Linked DNA regions of Mus musculus: region 2 is linked to region 1. The links are chromatin contacts, called in public HiChIP or PLAC-seq maps. All regions are on one chromosome and are shown on one strand. Each heading gives the region's core, a stretch centred on a gene start, on an enhancer-like site or on the middle of the called end of the contact. The rest is flanking DNA. Distances are from core to core; before and after follow the strand shown. Region 1 has its middle 36 kb from the start of Gm34112. Region 2 has its middle 50 kb from the start of AY702102.

Region 1 (4,648 bases), core at 495-2,994:
GGAAATCCCTGCAATTGTCCAGTATGAATTGATAACTATCACCGTCTTACGGAGTGACTTTGATCTGCCTTTGCTGGGCCCAAGGTAATGGAAGCAACAAATTTGAGTCTCGGACAATCTGTGATATCCAAGATCTTCACTCTTGTTTTTGAAGTAGGAACACTTACACATAGTTAAATTACAGCACTATTAATTAAATTTTCTATCTCCGTGCAATTAAATTACTTCTTTTGGCAGAAATGTGTGCGTTCAAAATGTAGCCACACATTGATTTTCAGAGGAAAACACTTAAAAAAGAATCTGCAGTGTCTCTGGGGTTGTACACAGGCTTTCGGTGGGGGTGGGGCACAGGAGGAACATTGCAGAGTGAACAGAAAGATGTGGGAGACCCTACCCACTGTGTCATTAACGTGGGTCCTCTGGGGACCTGCCGTCCATTCCCAGTTAGTGAGTGAGCAACTCTGGCCACCTATGAGTGACTGTTATTCTGTTCCCACCATGAGAGGGAGAAGCAGTTGGAAGCACTGGGGGTTCCTGGAGCTTGCTTGTTCCAGCTTGTAAGGATGAATTGCTTGTTGTCTTACCACACCTGCATCCTGTGATGTCAGTGACCTAAAACTGGACATGTATGTGTGTGTTTGTGTGTGTTTGTGTGTTTGTGTGTGTGTGTGTGTCACTACAAGTGGGTGTTGTATTTACACTATGGAAAGAAGTAGCTACACATCACAGCCTTTCCTATCTTCTCCCTTTGCTAAAGCATTTCAAACTGTGGATTATGACCCCCAGAGGGGTCAAGTCAGATATGGGGGAGGGGTAGGAAAAGTTTCATAGCAGTAGAATGTTTCTGAGTGTGCAATGACGGCAAGTTCCTTGAAAATCAACTATGCAGAACACATGTGCGCTTTTGGTCCTGCCCACTGCCGCCCAAGCATGTAACTTCGCTGTTGTTTTCGTCCTGGGAAAGGTTCTAATGCCTGGAAAAGTTCCTCATGTTGTGATGACCCCCCCCCCAACCATAAAATTATTTTCATTACTATTCACAACTTAATTTTGCTTCTGTTATGAGTCGTAATATAATACCTGTGCTTTCCTAAGGTCTTAAACTCCTGTGAAAAGGGTCATTCGGCCCTAAAGGGGTCCCGACCCCCAGGTTGAGAACCACTGCTCTAGAAGCTGGTGATTAAATGGCTTCCTACAGCAGCATTGAGCAGGATTCCTGTACCTCCTAAAATGTGCCTTTCAGAGCATCTCTTGGCTGGACAGAGAAATGCCGTATAAACAAACAGGAGACGCTAAGCACTGTGAACAAGTCATGTGACGAACGAGTGACTGGAACAGGCCATGTGACCAGCGAGTGATGGAAATCAGATATCTTGTGGAGGTGGCAGCTTCAGCCAAGGAGGGCTGAGGCCTGAAAGACTTTGCAGCTACTGCAGTGGGTCAGACAGACACATGGACACTGTTGCATAGCTCTCTGGAAGTGCAATTTTTCCTTGAAGAGAGTATGGATGTTTAAGGACTTCTAAGCTTGTGTTCAGTCTTTCCAATAAATTTTTCCAATAAAGTCTGTGTGGGTGGGATTGCAGAAGTTCCTTGGGAGCCTGGCTTTGGTTTAGTCAGACCTGAGTTTGGCAGCTACCTCTGTTGTTTCCCACTTGACCGTCATCCTGTCTCTTTACTCATGTAAGCTGCACAATGCTCATCTTTAGCAGAGTGATAAGAGTCACATCTGTTTCCATGGTTTTTGTTTTTTAGATCAAATGAGCTACCACATGCAAAGTGCACAGTCACGGTTAGTGCTCTCTCTACAGAGCATTGCAATTCTCTTGTATTGTCAGCCATTTTGTCTGAGCATTATGAGAAAGGCCAGAATGTTCACTCAAAGCCTCCTCCACTTTCCCAGGTCCTGTCATGAGTCAGGGCATGGAATCAGTGCCACTCCTGGGTGCAACTGCTGTGAGAGCCTTTGGGCTTGAGCCTCAGCAATGTTCTGTGTCTTTTTGCTTCCTTGGGTGGTGTGCTAGCTGCTTTTCTGTTGCTATGATAAATACCATGATGAAGACGACTTATAGGACAAAGGAGTTTTTCGGTTGGCTTGTGACTCCAGAGGGATATCATCCATTCTTGTCAAGGAAGTACTAATGTGGGTTATTATTTCATCCACACAAAAGAAGCAGAGAGAGAGGAAGGGGGAGGGGAGGGGGAGGGAGAGGGAGAGGGAGAGAGGGAGAGGGACAGGGAGAGGGAGAGGGAGAGGGAGAGGGAGAGGGACAGGGAGAGGGAGAGAGAGAAAGAGAGAGAGACTCAAGGGAAGTGGAACCAGACACGCCTCCTCCAACAAAGCTGCACATTTTAAGGGTTCTATAGCCTCCCAAACAGCACCATCAACTGGGGACCAAGAGCCCAAGCATATGAGCCTATGGGAAACATGTCACTGTCAATCCACCATGAATGAACAGGAAAAGCAGGAAGAGAGAGACATGGGGCTTGGGTTGTACATTTGAAACACCAAAGCCCACCCTCAGTGACACACTTTCGCCAACAAGGTCACACCTCCTAATAGTGCCACTCTCTGGTGACCAAGCATTCAAATTTAAGAGCCCACAGGAGCCACTCACGTTCATTCTGCCACAGCATCTTACAGAGAGTCCCTTCCAAACAAAGAAACATGGAGATTGCAAACTATCTTTCAGAGAACTCACACCCCACCCTTCTGAGCCTTGCTTGTGCTTGTGGAGGATAACAGCAATCAATTCCTTATCTATCAGATAAATGATATTCTTCTTCCTGTCACCAGCCATGTGTCTGAAAGCTCTTGAAGTGACAATGCATGTACAGGAATTGGATTGCCCTTCATTAGGCAAGTGAGCCATCTCACCTCCTAACGGATTAGATATATTTATAATGATTTCTATACACACCCCCTCCCCTACCCCCTGAGACGTGCATAGAGATGACAACCCAACACTAGGTAAAGAAGAACATATTTAACCCGGTGTTGATCGGTGCCTTAGAAGAGATAGGGATAAGGAAGGCTCTGAGTTCTCCGATGTCTCCTTGTGGCATCAGCTCACTGTTCTGCTGTGTGGTAAACACCACATACAAACCAACTTGCAGGAGGAAAAGTATTCCTTGGATTACACTATATTAAATTACATTGCATAAAGTTTCAGCAGCACACACCGTCACTGAGGGAAGTCAGGGAAGAAACCCTGGAGGTAGGGATTGAAGCAGGGCCTATGGAGGAGTGCTGCTCACTGGCTTGCTCCCCATGGCTTGCTCAGTTTGCTTTTGTCACAACCTAGGGCCACCAGTCCAGGGAAGGCAACATCCACAATGATCTATCTTCTCCTCCATCAATCGTACTCAAGAACATGCCTCAAAGGCAAGCTCATAGGCCAGTCTAGTGAGGTAACTCATCCATTGGGTTTCCTTCTTCCCAGGTGACTCTAGCTTGTTTTATGTGAAAAAAAAAAAAAAACCCTGACCAGCACACCTCTGCTAACTACAGCACCCCAGCTCTGCTAACCACAGCTTCCCAACTCTGCAAACCATAGCACCTTAACTCTAGTAACCATAGTTTCTCAACTTTTCTACTAAGGATGAAAACGTTATCAGGCTAACTTAGGCTGGGGATGTATCATTTATCTCTAGTCAGGTGAGAGCAAGGGAGCGAGGGAAAGAGAGATCATATAAACTTTTTATATTTATAAACATGGAAGCTTATGTGTACTTGTGGGTATTTTGATAACGTGAAAATTTTCCGCCACAGCCTTAGGACTGTTTCTGATATAGTGGAATGTCTTAGAGAGAACATATGCAACACACACACACACACGCACATGCACACATGCACACATGCACAAACCATTGCTGTCCAGCTTTTAAGTTCCTGAGGCCAGAGGTGGATGTTTATTATTTTTTATGGTAGAGTCTTGTGCCCAAGTAGAGTCTTCAGTAGCACAGGTCATTAGAGATGATCCATCAACTACAGCTTGAACATGCTCTGGTCCATTGAGTATGGCATGAACGTGATGCTGTGGACAGTTTCAAGACAGGTATACTGTGTCCTATTTCCTAAATTAGAAACGTGAGGTGATACGTGGGAACAGCCTTTACTCTACACTGTCAAACTTGCTTGTGGTAGACTTGAGGTTGACCCCAGCCCTAAGCCCTGTGATCCGGATATCCCCACTGTGCCTCAATGACCCAGGGCTCAGTGAGAGCTCTGACAAGAGCTTCCTAAACAAACATCTGAGACTTTGCGCTCCTTGATATCCACACAGTACTTGACTGTACAAAGGAAATAGTCTAGAAGAAAGGCACCATGGCATTTAAGAGGATCTTTCTTGGTTCTTGCTTTCCACAATATGAGTTTTGTATTAATCCAGGTCTGGTGTCTTCTTTATGGACCGGTGCCTTCTGAAAATGGCTGTCTGGATCACATGGGTACTTCTTTCAATGGAGCTCATTGCCTGGCTACTCCTTAATAATTTGACCACCATTTCAGTGTGCTAAGTGCTCTGAATGAAAGTAGCCAACTGGGCAAATACATTAGGAACTAAAATGAGTTTGGAATCAGCAGCTCGGACACCTGAGACACCAGCACACTGCATCAATCTAAGTAGTAGCTAGGTGCTGACAGGTA
Region 2 (4,563 bases), core at 34-2,533, 480 kb after region 1:
CACACGCACAAAAACACATAGCTACATCTACACACATATACACACACTCACATACTCACACTTAAACACAGGCACACATGCACAAACATACACATATGCACACTCAATGGCACACATATACACACTCACACACACATGCATACACTTGCACACACTCACACATGCACACATGAATGAACACACATACACACATGAACGCCCCACCTCTGGTCCCATGAGATCTGAGAGCAGCACAGTGGCAAATGAGTCCTAGCTGACCACCACGGACATCTGAGGTGTCCCAGAAAACTGACCTGACCTGTTAGAAGGCCCCAGGAAGTAAGAGTGTTTTGATTGACAGAGAAAGAGTTTGGTTGTGGTGGTGGTGGTGGTGGTGGTGGTGGTGGTGGTGGTGGTGGTGGTGGTGGTGATGGTGATGGTGGTAGTGGTGGTGGTGGTGTTTCAATCAATGTTTGGCCAAAGTGGTAGCACAGGTCTACAATCCCAGCACTCAGTAGGCTCAGGCAGGAGAATCACAAGTTCAAGACCATGCTGCATTAGAGAGAGGGCGGGACCTTAGCTCCAAAAAAATAAGTGTATAAAATCAATGCTTGTAGAAAAAGCCACGAAAGAGGTGTTCTGTGTCAAGCGACAAGAACATGACAGTGACAGTACTGTGGATGCTGAGCACAAGCTGAGTTAACACTGTAGCATTGCTGCCTGCATGGCCCACGCCGGCTTGCTTTTCTCCCTACCTCTTGTTCTGAGGGCTCTTGAGTGGGGCCTTTGGAGTTCAGGTAACTGTGGCTAGCCTCTGAGAGCAGGCGTGCGTGTGCTCGATTCCTGTGATGTCTGGCAACACAGCCAAAGTGGTGGAGGTCATGTGTTGACATCTCTGTATGGGGCACTAGCCTCAGACATCCTGACATTACCAGTCTAGAAAAATCTCTCACAGACATACCCAAAGGTTTGCCTCCTGGGTGAGTCTAGATTCTGTCAATCTTCCAATCAATATTAACCATGACATCATTCACTGTCAGTGCCCAGAAGCCTAAGCACAGAACAGGAGCAAGCAGGGTGCTGTCCCCAGCCTGCCCCATCCACCTCCGCTGTCACAGAGACTCGCCGAGTCCGTCCTCACCCTGTTGTGCATGTTTCTCCAGGCAAAGCTCTGTGTCACTGCACTTAGCTCAACCAAGTATTATGGGCTGGTGAGATAGCCCAGTGGGTAAAGGAGCTTGCCACTAAGCCTGAGGACCTAAGTTTGATCCCCGGGGACCTACAAGATGAAAGGAGAGAGGTTTGCCTCTGACTTCTATATATACATGCTGTGGCATGCATGAACACACGCACACAAAACAAACCAAGAGTTTCACACAGCGTCCAACCAGCAAAGCTCATTCTAGCGTGGCTAATTCCTTCTGCTGAATAAAGAGGCATCCCTTCCTGTTTTGATGACTAACCCCAGCCATGCGCCAAAAACATCAAAATTAAATAAAATAAACAGATCCCCCAATGGGTCTTTGAGGAAAGGCAAGTTTTTTTAATAATAAAAATCTGTGTGCATTTCACTTCATCGTTACGTGAAGACGTGGGAAGAGCTCAATTTTTACAGTTGCGGGGCTGGGTCTCTGGACAGAGGAAAACCCATCCCTCCCCTTAATTTCTCCCTGACATTATGGCTCTCCAGTTACAAGTTCAAGCTAGCCACACCAGCATCTCACAAGCAGCCTTTTTGTTTCGTTTCTTTAAGAGCAGGACTGGAATTTCTTTGTATTCTACACGACTGGGGGAAACCTACAGGACAGAATCCCACTCGAGATGCCTTCGCAGGATCTTAACCCTGATCCCACCCGAAACGGCCCTGGCCTCAGCTTCACCTATGAGCTCTCTGGCTGGGAGCTTAGATTTCATGCCAATTAACATGTTAATGACATATATCATTTAAAGAACCCATCATAACTTTTACCACATCGTGTTACATCTATTTCCTTGTAATTAAATCAGAATTACAGGGTGTAATTACTTTTCTTTCTCTGAATACCCGTTCCTTTTAGACATTTAAATTCAAGTGCAGGCACTAAAAGACACTTGAAACCAAAAACCTAACAAAAATATTATCAATTAATGAATGCGCTGGGTTTCTCCACTGCTCTGGTTTCTTTTGAACACATTCCTTTCTCTCCGAGTTCTTTATATGACACAGAGTGATTGGCCATATCTAGTCAAACATTCTGTCAACCCTCTTAAGTCCTCAGGGCCCTAGTCTCCATTAGCATGCAATGTTCTCACGTGTAAATATAATTACATGTAATTATTAGCGGAAAAGGATCAGATAGGGTTTATTAAGGAAATATCTTGTAATTATGAAAACCCAAGACTTCTCTTCACATGTCAACTCAGCTGAGGATTGGCGTCTGTGAGATCCACCCACAAAATAATTACACACTTTGATTTCACCTTGGGAAATCAACGGTAAGAAGTCAGGATCATTGCAGAAATGCTTCCTTGTTTAAAAGGCTTGAGAACAAACAAACAAATAAGCAAATAAATAATCCCGCCAGCCAGAGCAACTCCCTAACGCCTGTGAAAGAAGACAATGTTTTGGTTACCAACACTTTCTACACTTTTCCTTTTACTTCTTTTTAAGATTTATTTTTGATGGTGTGTGTGTGTGTGTGTGTGTGTGTGTGTGTACATGGGCATGCATATGCACGCTAAAGGGAATGCCGTGGGGGAAGGGAGAGGGCATTCCAAATTCCCTGGCCATCTGGTGTAGGCATTGGGAATGGAACTTCCTCCAGGACTCTGTAAAAGCAGTGAGCTGCTCTTCACTATTGAGCCATCTCTCTGGACCACCTGTATAACATTTCTAACTTTACATTTTAAAGCTTAAAGTTCTGTTTTTGATTGGTTGGTTGATTGATTGATTGATTGATTGATTGAGGAGTTTTGATTTAGGACCACATAGCTGTCTCTGCAGTCCTAGGTAGCATGAAACATGCTTTGTAGATGAGGCTCATCTCAAACTCAGAGATCCACCTGCTCTGTCTCCTGACTGCTGAAATTAAAGATGGCACCACTATGTCCCTCCGCGGTTAATGTTTTTAATTTGTGGGTAGGTGCGGTGTGCGCTCATGCACACATGCCTGTGTATGTTTGTGTATAAGAGGAGCTGTCCACTCCGTGACACTCTGCCTTGTCCCCTCAGATATGGTCTCTCATTGAATCTCTAGTGTACCATTTGGTAGGTAGGCTAGCTCACCAGTAAGTCCCAGCCATCCTTCTGTCTCTATGAGTGCCTCAGGGCCTAAGGTTTCAAGCACATGCGGCCATGCCTTGCTTTTACAAGGGTTCTGGGATGGGGGAAGGGAATCCAAACTCAGGTTTGGGTCCTCATGCTTGTATGGTAGGCACTGTCCTCACTGAGGCATCTCCCAGCTTGAACCTCATTCGACCGCTGACTAATACCTAAGAGCACACGAGGAAGCTGCAGGCATGTATAGCTTCTGTGGCCATCTTGTCGGGATACAGGAAGCCACGCCACAGGCCGGCATGTTTGAGGGACATTGTATGAGGACACGGGGAGGGAAGCAACTTCTTTGCTATGGGGAAAGTCTGTGTACTTAGGTCAAGTGACTCGCTCCTTTGTAAATCTTCAGTGCGGTCCTAGAATGGTGAGGTGTTATTTAGTCTTTGGCTGTAAGTAACATGGGCAAGGTCCTTGTCACCAAAATGCTAACATCCTGAAGACACAGAGCAAACTGTAAACTAGAAAATGGTGGAATTAATAATACCAGGACAGCTAGGAATGAATCAAAGGGGATGAGACAGTAAGGGGCAGTGAGGTGAGGTGGGTGGTTCTTGATATGATAGTCAGTAAGGAAGGTAACTCTGAGGTACTTGGCCCAACTGAGGAGAAAGGAGAAAGGGAGGTCAGAGAGGCGAGAGTACCCAAGTGTCAGGACACTGAGAGGAACAAGGAGGGCCTTGTGAGAGAACAAAGAGGAGGCAAACACGGTCAGAAGGAAGATAGCTGTAGAGAGAGGGCACCGTGGAGCTGGAACCTCCGCCTGCAACAGCACAGCTGGGGCTTTGTTTTATGAGCAGCAGGAAGCAAATCTGGGCTCTTAAGAAAGCAGATAGTGCCTGGGTGGTGGTGGCGCAGTCCTTTAATCCCAGCATTTGGGAGGCAGAGGCAGGTGGATCTCTGTGAGTCTGAGGCCAGCCTGGTCTACACAGTGAACTTCAGAACAGCCAGGACTACATAAGGAAACTCTTGTCTTGAGGGGGCTTGGGGGAAGGCAGGTAGCATTATTGGGATTGAGCCTTGGATAGTCTCCAATATGGAAGGAGGAGTTGGAGGGTTCAGGAGTTGACAGACCTTGGTAGGCAAGTGAGAGTGCAAGCTTGACAGAAGGAAGTGCCTGAAGAGAGACAGCACCCATGCTGGCCTGCAGGAAGGCAGGGAATCCTCCCCAGGCTGGGGTAGCTTGCCAGAAGCCTCATGCCTGTCTGACCATTGGGCTGCACAAATGCACAGAAGTAAACCAATCGGAGAACATTCAGCCTCCTGGAACACTA

Evidence for each region. HiChIP or PLAC-seq counts read pairs in DNA pulled down with a chosen protein or histone mark.
Region 2: an H3K27ac HiChIP or PLAC-seq map of large pre-B cells shows a contact between it and region 1, with 6 times the contacts expected there. The contact joins two enhancer-like sites. A contact is called at or near these places in 1 of 115 datasets of contacts at active chromatin or transcription factors (large pre-B cells) and 1 of 9 other capture datasets (embryonic stem cells).

What each region holds. Positions count from the first base shown.
Region 1 is chr2:169,529,142-169,533,789 of GRCm38.p6, forward strand. No RefSeq gene overlaps it. Among named protein-coding and RNA genes, the nearest start is that of Gm34112, 36 kb to the left of the region's middle. Within about 2 kb of position 1,745, at least 6 of the 459 cell types and tissues checked have an H3K27ac peak or open chromatin away from gene starts, as enhancers often do.
Region 2 is chr2:170,010,663-170,015,225 of GRCm38.p6, forward strand. It overlaps a transcript of Tshz2 not described here. Among named protein-coding and RNA genes, the nearest start is that of AY702102, 50 kb to the left of the region's middle. Within about 2 kb of position 1,284, at least 16 of the 459 cell types and tissues checked have an H3K27ac peak or open chromatin away from gene starts, as enhancers often do.